Linked DNA regions of Arachis hypogaea: region 2 is linked to region 1. The links are chromatin contacts, called in public Hi-C maps. All regions are on one chromosome and are shown on one strand. The core of a region is the stretch at or near the end of the contact, and the rest is flanking DNA. Distances in the headings are between cores, read along the strand shown.

Region 1 (5,050 bases), core at 886-3,385:
AAATGGACTGATATTCTGATAATTTTTTGGAATATTTGCATATCCTATATAAGTTTTAAGTTTTTAATTAGTTTTCTATTCTAAACTGTTGTTGGTGTATATCCTCCCTTAGACATCAATAATATCCAAACTCAGCTCCTAAGAATACATTAGCTTTAGAAGGTTAATATCTGTGGGCTTTATCCTATCAACACTGATTTAATGATAATTATTTAACTGCTGACTTTTAGTATTTGGTATTTACTTTAATCCAACCTATAATAATCTAACACTCAGTTTGGGTAACCAACTTAATTAAGCTCTTTTTGATAAAATAACTTAAATAATAAATGACTCTATTAAAAGTAACTTATAAATAAGTTATTTTGTATTTGAATTTTTAACTCTAAAAGTGCTTATTTTATAGAAATGTGATAAAAAATAGAAGTATTACGAGAGAAGTCATTTTTTTTAACTTCTCTATAAGCTCCTAAATAGCTTCTTAGAAAGTTGCAATTTGATTTTGAAAATTGCACCAAACATTAATACTACTACTTTTTATAAGTCAAAAATTAAAAAAAGTTACTTCTAAAATTTTCCAAATGGACCTAAGTCGACAATCAAAATTCTACTACATTATCATTGTTAGAATTCATGAAAATAAACTTGATATTTACATACTGTATTGAGAATGTACAATAAAAACTACTTATTTATAAGTTAATTAAGGATACAATCCAATAATAATAAAATTTAATTTAATATCAAACTAAATAAAAATAAATCAATACAAGATATACTTAGATATTATATTAATATACAACATTCTAAATATATTCTAATATTTTTTCAAAATTCAAGTGGCAACTTAAATTTACAACTTATTAAAAAAAAACGACAGAATAAAAATACAGAAAATTAGGATGTTCATAAAACTACAAAAACTAGAATACTGATAAAACTTTAGAGAGTAGACAAAACTGAAAAAATGTGGTGAAATTAGTTCTATTGATGACAAATCAAGTGTTGAAAAAGTGACAAACTTAATGGTAAAACAAATAATAGGGCATTAACGTATTGATTGCCATGCCAGATGAGGAATAAGATGGTGTGGTGGTGGCAATGTTACCACAAGGTAACATAGACAAATTTGAACAATAGCTAGTACGGGTTAAATCATCAATTTTGGAACAAAATTTCTCTCAACAAAGAGTGTGAGGCAACAAAGAAGATAGAAAATTTAAGGAAGGTACTATATGCCTTTCATGTCATATCAGAATTCATAATAATTCTGAATACACTTGATAGTTAGATGTTGTTGTGACTTGTGAGAGTGTTCAATAACTAATAAGTAATGCCTATTTATATAGGCCCATGATTATAATCAAATCATATTGATAAAAAATCAACTTGTATTAGTCGAGTGGTTAGCTCACTTGTCTATTTAAGTAAGTGTCGGGGTTTGAATCCCGCCTTGTGTATGCAGCAGCCCATTAGCCAGCAACAGACCCTTAAATGGAACTTCGATCCGCAACGAATTAGTTCTTAACCTGTCGGGTTGAGAGATACCGTGACAAAATTAATATAAAATATACTTAAATATTATATATCAACAATGTTATAGTATCAGTAAATATTATTATTTTAAATTAATATATTTATAAAAATTTATACACATAAATTAATATAACTTACATTTATATTTATTAAAATTTATACATATAAATCAATATAATTTATTTATTAAAAATAATTTAATATTTATGCTAATTAAATATTAGTCAAAATTAATAAAAAATATCAATTCTTATATTTTTTATGATATTAATGTATAATATTCTAAATATATTCTAGCAGTTACAGAGTCGCTAATTCTAAAAGCTTCAACTCAAAGACAAGATCACATTATATAAATGATGTGTATCGTCTCTCTCACACACACAACTATTAATTAAACTAAAAGTGGCCACTAGTATTTAAGAGGCCGTTAAGATAACAAACATATATAAAAGGAAACATATCATGGTACCCTAATCCACTTCTAATTTGAGAGTAAATACAAAAGAAATTAAGGACCCACAAATTCAAAGAATACACCGACTCTCTTGAAATTGAAGGGTAACGACAAACATATACTTCATTAAATTTGAAGAATCCTATTGTTGATCGTTTCACAAATGCATGGCTACGACCCTTCACCAGTTCGTAGTTATGTTAATATCAAACCATTTTTTATGTATCATTTTTATATTATCTGTTTTGTTCTTTTTGTCTTTTTGTTCCTTGGTTATGTACGTACAAATTGTTCTTATCGACACTCATATCGTTTTCAGTGACCACAATATTAAACTATTCTTCTATTCATGGCAACAATAAAAAAGTTTTGTGACCAGCTTAATAAAATACATACATTGAGTTACAATTTTAATTTTTATTATCTCATTTTATCTTTATATTATCTTCTTATCTTATCTTTATTTTTATCTTTCGTAAATATATATATATATATATATATATATATATATATATATATATATATATATATATATATATAGTTATACCTTCATAATTCAATTCAATCAATCAACAATTAACAAAAAATTTGTTATAATTTTTTTTTATTTTTTTACAATTTTATCACACAAGAATGATCTTACATCTCTAAATACACTTCCTAAAAATTTAAGTTTATAAAAAATACAAATATTTATAATCTAACACTTTTTCATATAAAATTTATATAAATTTTTGTATAGACTTTTTTATTAGATTATTTTATTATAAAAATTTTGATACTATATCATAAAATTATTTTTTAAAAACATTTAAATTAAAAAGATAAAATACATAAATGATTATAACTCTAACATACATATATATATATATATATATATATATATATATATATATATATATATATATATATATATATATATATGATAATATTATAGTAGATAATCATCTCATTTTATCCGATATATCTGATCTTTATCAAATTATTAGCAGAAGAGCTAGCTAATTCAAATAATTTATTTGTTTGAGATTTTTAATATTTTCATTTAGTTATGTATTTATAATAATTAAACTACTTCAATGTATATATGTAATTTATATTTTCTAATATATCTATACTAGGTGCAGCTAGGACATATCATGACTCTTGTTTTCAAGAGTTGGTGTTTTTCAACTAAACAAATACAAATATAAATAGTGTTTAATTTTGATCAATTAATAATGTAAAATATTTTATATAATTTTTTAATTATATCTGTTTTTTTATAATTATTTACACGGTTAATATAAAAAGTAGTTACTTTTACTGATGTAATATTACGTAATTGAATGCACGTATAAAACTACTTTAATAGTATATTAACATTAATTAAATAATAATATTTCATTGAATGCATGTTGTTTTTTTATTTGTCTTATACTTAAATTATATCTTTTGAAGTTGCCATGTCCTGAATATATTCTTGTCTAGTTTGTCAAGGTTAAAAGAAAAGATTTGGGAATATGATAAATAAATTAATGGATGAATAATGAACAACTTCTTTTTCTTAATTTTAAAATGTAAAAAATATCCTCTTAAATGCGTATGAGTTAAAAATACTGAAAAAATAAATGGAATAAGAAGGGTGAGAATTCTCTGTTTGATGATCTGTATTTCAAGTATTCAATATTATAAGTGCATGTTAGTTCAGTTGCACTAGGTTCTTTATTAGGAGTAACAAGGGAATTGATGAACTCTAATATTGTTAGTCATAAAAAATAAAATTAAAGGTATATCAATTATTATATCTGATGACTCTTGAACTCAAATACCTTTTAGACAATGGAGCAAACAATCGAAAAATACTTTTCATAAAAAGTTTTTTTTTAATAATAAGATTTAAAAATTAAATTTTATTAATTTTTGTCCTAAAGTCACATGTTAAACATACTATAAAAAGAAATATTTTTTAAAATAAATTAAAATTGTTGCAAAAATTAATTTTAAATATTTTTAATATATTAAATACATAAAAAATATTTAAAAAAATTATTATTATATTTTTTAAATGTATCTTTAAGATACAAGCTAGTTAAATCCTTAAAAATTTTATTTAATTTAAAAAAAAACACTTTCAACTCTTATTATTAACTAGATCCTAAATTTAATAAAAATCTTCTAAGTCTTATATAGAGCAACCCTATATACTCCTCGGTTTACGTAGGTCTAATTTGAATCATTAGTCTAATAATTTTGTGTCCTTTTTAACCAATGAAGGTAGTGTAATAATGAGAGCCATGCATTTAATTATATTCAAAGACAAAGCTAGGGTTTTCAATCCATTGTTGTTTACATATAAACAAATTAAAATTAAGAGTATAAAATGGTTAGAAATTAACTTTAGTTAGATATGTTTTGGTATTTATTATTAGGAATCTAGATGGAGACACAAGAGGGTCCCACAAAGGGCTAGGGTTTGAGGATATGACATTGATTTTATACACAATGATGATCAAAGCTCACAAAGCAAAAAAGGGTTATCTCTCTTTGCAATAGATCTCTCTTATTATATTGAAAGAACTTTAATTTAAAGAAGAAGGAGGAGGAGGAGGGAAAAGATGGTGTTCTGAAAGGAAAGCTACGTAACCAATGGAGCAAGCTTTTCTATTGTTATATTATATACTTTTTAGGGCATGCAAGTGACAGCAATGTCTAATCAGAAACCTCAAATGATTGTGGAAGATAAAAGGATGAATCATGTGAACTTTTTTTTTCCTTTTTCGTGAGGATATATAATATGAAAATAAATTTTTTATTTCAAATTGTGGTTGCAATTTTATGGTGAAAAATTGATTGTAATTGTGATGGTGGTTAGGGTTTTAATTACCGGTGCAATAACTGTTGTGATTATTGTGTTTGCAAATATTAATACATTTATTGTATTATTATGATATCACTTTTTTTTAAAGGTTTAATATAAATTGATAGAAATAGACACACGAATGATTATGTTTTTAACATGAATTTTTAAATAAGAATTTTTTTTAGTTTGTTTGAATTTTTATATAGACTTTCTTT
Region 2 (5,316 bases), core at 2,551-5,050, 54 kb after region 1:
TATATTTTATATATATACTGAGATCCAGATTTTATAAAAAACTAAAATTTGTGTGTTTGCGTGTTGTGTTTCATATCGTATCTATATCAAAAATTACTTTTTAAATATTAAAATGATCATGATAAGTAAAAATATAACTATTTATATATTTCTGTTTATATATAATGATAAATAAAAATCTATAAATAGTTATACTATTAATATTTTTCAAATATTCACACCTGAGTCGAAAAAACTGTTTTTTTTTTTTTTTGCCATATATATAGTTTTCCAGGATGGAATTACGTAGGGACATTATTGGAACTGTCATATCTTTCAACAAGAATCTTGTTGAATTTTTTTACAACCTTATGGTATACGTGAGTTATAATAATATAACCTCGCTCTATGATTGTTAATTTTTACCATCACAATCAATCGCACTAAATAGTATACCAGAAAAAATGCATAAATATATATATCATCGCCGTTACTTGACCATATTGCATCAGCATATATGCCACCTTTTTTTCTTCATTGTCACCCATAAATACAACCAACCACCATTACCTATTATTGTCTCTCTTGCTCAATCATATATATATATATTCTTAGTATTTCGATTATTAGATATAATATATAGAGAAATTGAGCTGCCTATATAGGACACCCATATATACCTTTCTACTATTAGAAGTTAGTAATTTGGCTACACTAATGTTTAGGGTTAAGAAATAAATGCAACCATTAATTATGGACTACATTGTCAATCACTATACGGCTATACCCTGGAGTGTGTTTGGAAAGCTTTCAAAACAGAAAAAAAAAAATTCTATTTCTATTAAAAATGAATTTTAAGTTGTTTTAAATTTATATTTTGGAACAATTAATTACTATAATATAAATTATGTGTTTTTTATTATTTTATTCTTATGATTCTCTTATTTGTCTTTTTTATGATGGGATTAAAATTTATTTGATAGGGTCAATTTTAAAATTTTAATCTTTAATATATAGTAATAGAATTACAATCAAATCTATTTTAATTTGATTTAATTTTAATTTTAATGTGAAAATTATTTTTTTTTAAAATTAAAAATTATATACTTTTATCGTATTCCAAACTAAAAAAAAATCACTTTTTGTGAGAATTATATTCTCAAAGTGTTTCAAACACATTTCTAGTTCTTCTGATTTAAAATAGGTATCAAAAGAACATCACACATATAAAATAACAAATTTCATAATGTTTAAAAATAACGGTACAATAATATTATATATATGTACAAATTTTTTTAGTAAGTCTAATTAAATTGATTTAATAATTATTAATGGTCCAAACAAAAATCACTCATACAAACATGAACGTAAATTTTGCAATACAATTTCACGTTTTTTCATCTTTTTCTTATTGCATTTTCTTCTTTTTTTTATTGTTGATGTGTTGTTTTTTATTCTTTCTTCTTTCTTCTTCAAGTTGCTCTTGCTTCTATTTTTCTTTTCTATTTCATTGTTTTTGAAAAAAAAAACAAAAAAAAAGAAGAGAAACAAAAAAAATAATATTTATAACAAAATCTAATCAAACATTTCTAGCTAATAGTATGCCTCTTTTATTTACTTATCCGCTCCTAATTTTAATTTTTACTCTTTTTTTATTCTATTTCTCTCAAACATTTTTATCTACATTATCGTTCGCTTCTTCTCTTCTTTTTCTCTTTCTTCTACTTTTTTTTCTCCTTCTCATATGCCTTATTCTTTTTCTATGTTTTCTTTTTTTTCTTTCTTTCTTTTTTCATTAAGACTTTTTAAAAATTTTATGAAAAAAGAGCAATAATAAAATTTTCATTTTCTTGGTCTTTTTCTCTTTTTTCTATAAAACACATAAATTTTTTATAGTAAAAATTTTATAAAAAAAGAACAATAATAAAAATAATGTAACAATCATTTCTCCATTCTAATCTTTTATGGTTCTCTATCTTTTTTACTTTTACTTTTTTGTTTCCTTCAATATTTTGGTCACTCAACATTTTTAAAAAATTAAATGGATATAAAAAAATTATATTTAAATAAATGAAATTGCGTATTTATGCTAATGCTTATTTGTACAACTAATTTAATTTATCTAAAACTAAAATATTTTTCATCATTTTCTTAATCTATATACATGATAAATTTTCAAAACTTGTTTTATATTTAAGAGGGGTGGTATACTACTGGTATAGTATCTATATGCGAATTAATAATAACAAACGTAATCTCATTTAATATGTGTAATTATTATTGTTGATTACCTCATGGTTTTCTTTGTTCTCTCTTCTTATTTTTAGCTTATTATTATACCTCATAAGTTGAACTACCGAATTAGGTGAACAATCCTAATCTTAATCTTTTTCCGGAGGCATTTGAAGACTACATGATAAAAAAATTATTTAATTAAATATTAATGCTGAAAAATGTGAAATTTAAACTATTGCTTTTTAGATTTTAAATTGTTCAAATTGCAAATAAGTTATTTTATTTGATTTTAAATGGAAGCTTACAAAAGTTCCTTGGCCAACATTATTTCTTATTTAAAAGTATTATACTATATATCGTACAGCTAATTTACAATATATTTTTTTTTAGAAACTACCTATATCATTTTTGTTTTATTAAAAGTAATTATTACTAGTGCAAAATATAACAACAACAACAAAACCTTTTCTCACTAAGTGGGGTCGGTTACATGGAACAAATAACACTATTGAACTTTATCATGTATCAGTATATAGAGAGATCGTTTACATATAGATATCGTTTGACCATCTCATGGATGATCTCCCTCTACCTTTCATCCCTTATCCATCTTCTATCTCATCCACTATTCTAACTAGGTGGTCAAGGGGTGACAATGGGTAGGGTAAGGTAGGGTTTGGAGCTAACCCTAACTCTATCCACGGGTTGAAATTTTCACATAAACTCAAGTCTATCCTATCTGCGGGTTGAGAATATCTCAACTCTAACCCTACCCGTTATTAACTCGCGGGTATTCGATCATACCTGCGAGTTATAAAAAAAATGCAACATTATTATATAACTTGATGATAATTTAAAATAAAAGAAACTTTTATATAAAGAAAAGTATTAAATTATTAATTAATGATCTTCTTTTAGTAGCTAACGATCTTTTGTATTTAGTGAGAGGTCTTTCATTCAACATCTACTTGAAATATATTTTTATATAAGTATATAATATATACATATATAGAGTGTAGGTTGGCCGGATAGAATTGATGCTCAACCTGCACCATAACCGATCCGCACCCTATCCTACCCGCTGCGGATTGGATTGGCAACCCTATTTGACCGGGTGAGGTCGGATTGGATACCTGCGAGTATAGTGCATGTTGTCACCGCCTAGGTGTTCTATTGGTCTTTTTCTCACATGTCCAACTCTCTCTTATATTTTTCAAGATTTTTTTTAAAAAGAAAATAATTTGTCCTGTTTTCTTTATTTCGAAAAAATGACTGTATATATATGAAATCCTTCTAGAGAATCATCATCTACATACATACTTGATTATGTATTTGGATTTGGATCGGAGTGTTTAAAGAAGGGTATACCGATCCGTATTGTACAGTAATATAATCATGCATATATATAAATTAGATAATGTATATGTCAACATATCTTGTTTATTTATATAATACTACATAATTGCATGCAATATTATTATTTATTAAAAATCTTGGTACCTAACAAATTCCGACAAAGGTTGCATTTGGCAGTTATAGGCTGAGGAAGACATTGATTGGGATCAAACAGACCTAAGCATTATCTTAAACAAAATCTAGATTAAATGCCCTACTGTTTCAAGCATTTAGTCGTTATTTAATTGTATTTTGTATTGTAGGTTTATACCAAACTTAATTAAAAATAAGATCATGTGAAACTCATCAAAAGTTGCCCTTTCAGATCTGTTATTTAAAAATACTTCCAAAACGTGTGTTTGTTTAGATACTCTAATTCATGTTAGGAATAGAAAGGCCATTCAACATTATTATACTATAGCAAGAGCAATGCTAGGGGCCAGCAACATTTGTGATTGGTAGCCATCAATTAGCCATCAATGATGATTTGATGGTGTGAAATTGGTGTGAGATTTCATCCAATGGCTCACCTTTTTCTGATGGTTACATGCTGGCCAAAATGCAATAAAATTACTGGCCTCCTAGACTTTTTCATAGCGAATTATTCACAGCTATTTCGACAGTGATACAGAGATATAAAATAATGGAAAAGTATAGGGTACCAACATATTATTCATCAACTTCTGCCAACTCTTATTTATATTTGTGTTTCATGGAAGTGTGTTCGTAGATGTGTCTAATAATTAATATATTTTAAATACATATATAAAGAGCCACATCCAGAAAATATATCTATAAAGACACTTCTATTAAATACAGTTATAAAAAAGACATTTTTATTAGATACATCCACGAATACACTTTCATGAAACACAATTATAAATAAGAGTTGGCAGAAGTTGGCAGATATGCTGTTGGTAACGTAACGGAACCGTAAAATAATTTATTGACGGTTTGTTGTCACTAAGATCGCGTTTATTTACAAAGATAAAAATATAGAAATATAAAATTATGTTTAAAAAATGAGTTCTAAATAAAAATATTGTGTTCAGAGAGACTGAATTATTGTATTTTATATTTATCTTAACGAAAAAGACACAACAATACTAACAAGAAATACAACTTATTTTTTATTTTTTTATTATTCTTGTTAAATTTTTATTATTATATTCTTTTCTTAAATTTTTTAATAAAAAATAAGAATAAACTTGATTTTTATAATTTATTTTACTTTATCATTAAATAGAATATAAAAACACTAAATTTTATGTTTTTGACCTTTATATTTTATTTTCACTGTCTTATCTTATGCCGTTTTCATAAACAAACACAACTTAATGTCTTTAATTTGACGCCAATAAAATAAGTAAAAATTTAATTTTGTTTTAGAAATATGTTTACCGATGATCTGATCGTCAAAAAATTTTGGCGCCAAATTACATCAACTACATGTGTGACGGATATACAATAATTCTATCATCGCTAAATTTACCTGTCAGTTACAATTAAATTAAATAAATTAAAAATAAATATTAATATCGAAAATACGTTGTGTTATCAACGACTAAAATGTTGATAAGAGAATTTAATTTAATTTTTATTTTTCAAAAACTTAGGCTAACATACCAATGGTCTACCCCGTTAGTAACAATTTAATAATTGATCATTAACAATTAATATGACAAATATGTTATCGATACCTTTGAT

The links. A called contact is a pair of places that touch in the nucleus more often than the background predicts.
Region 2: a contact with region 1 is called in a Hi-C map of an unstated tissue, with 3 times the contacts expected there. The contact joins two enhancer-like sites. A contact is called at or near these places in 5 of 8 Hi-C or Micro-C datasets (leaf and an unstated tissue).

Annotation. Positions count from the first base shown.
Region 1 is chr2:5,303,451-5,308,500 of arahy.Tifrunner.gnm2.J5K5, forward strand. No RefSeq gene overlaps it. Among protein-coding and RNA genes, the nearest start is that of LOC112734295, 15 kb to the left of the region's middle. Within about 2 kb of position 2,136, at least 2 of the 3 cell types and tissues checked have open chromatin away from gene starts, as enhancers often do.
Region 2 is chr2:5,355,846-5,361,161 of arahy.Tifrunner.gnm2.J5K5, forward strand. No RefSeq gene overlaps it. Among protein-coding and RNA genes, the nearest start is that of LOC112734309, 6.8 kb to the left of the region's middle. Within about 2 kb of position 3,801, at least 1 of the 3 cell types and tissues checked has open chromatin away from gene starts, as enhancers often do.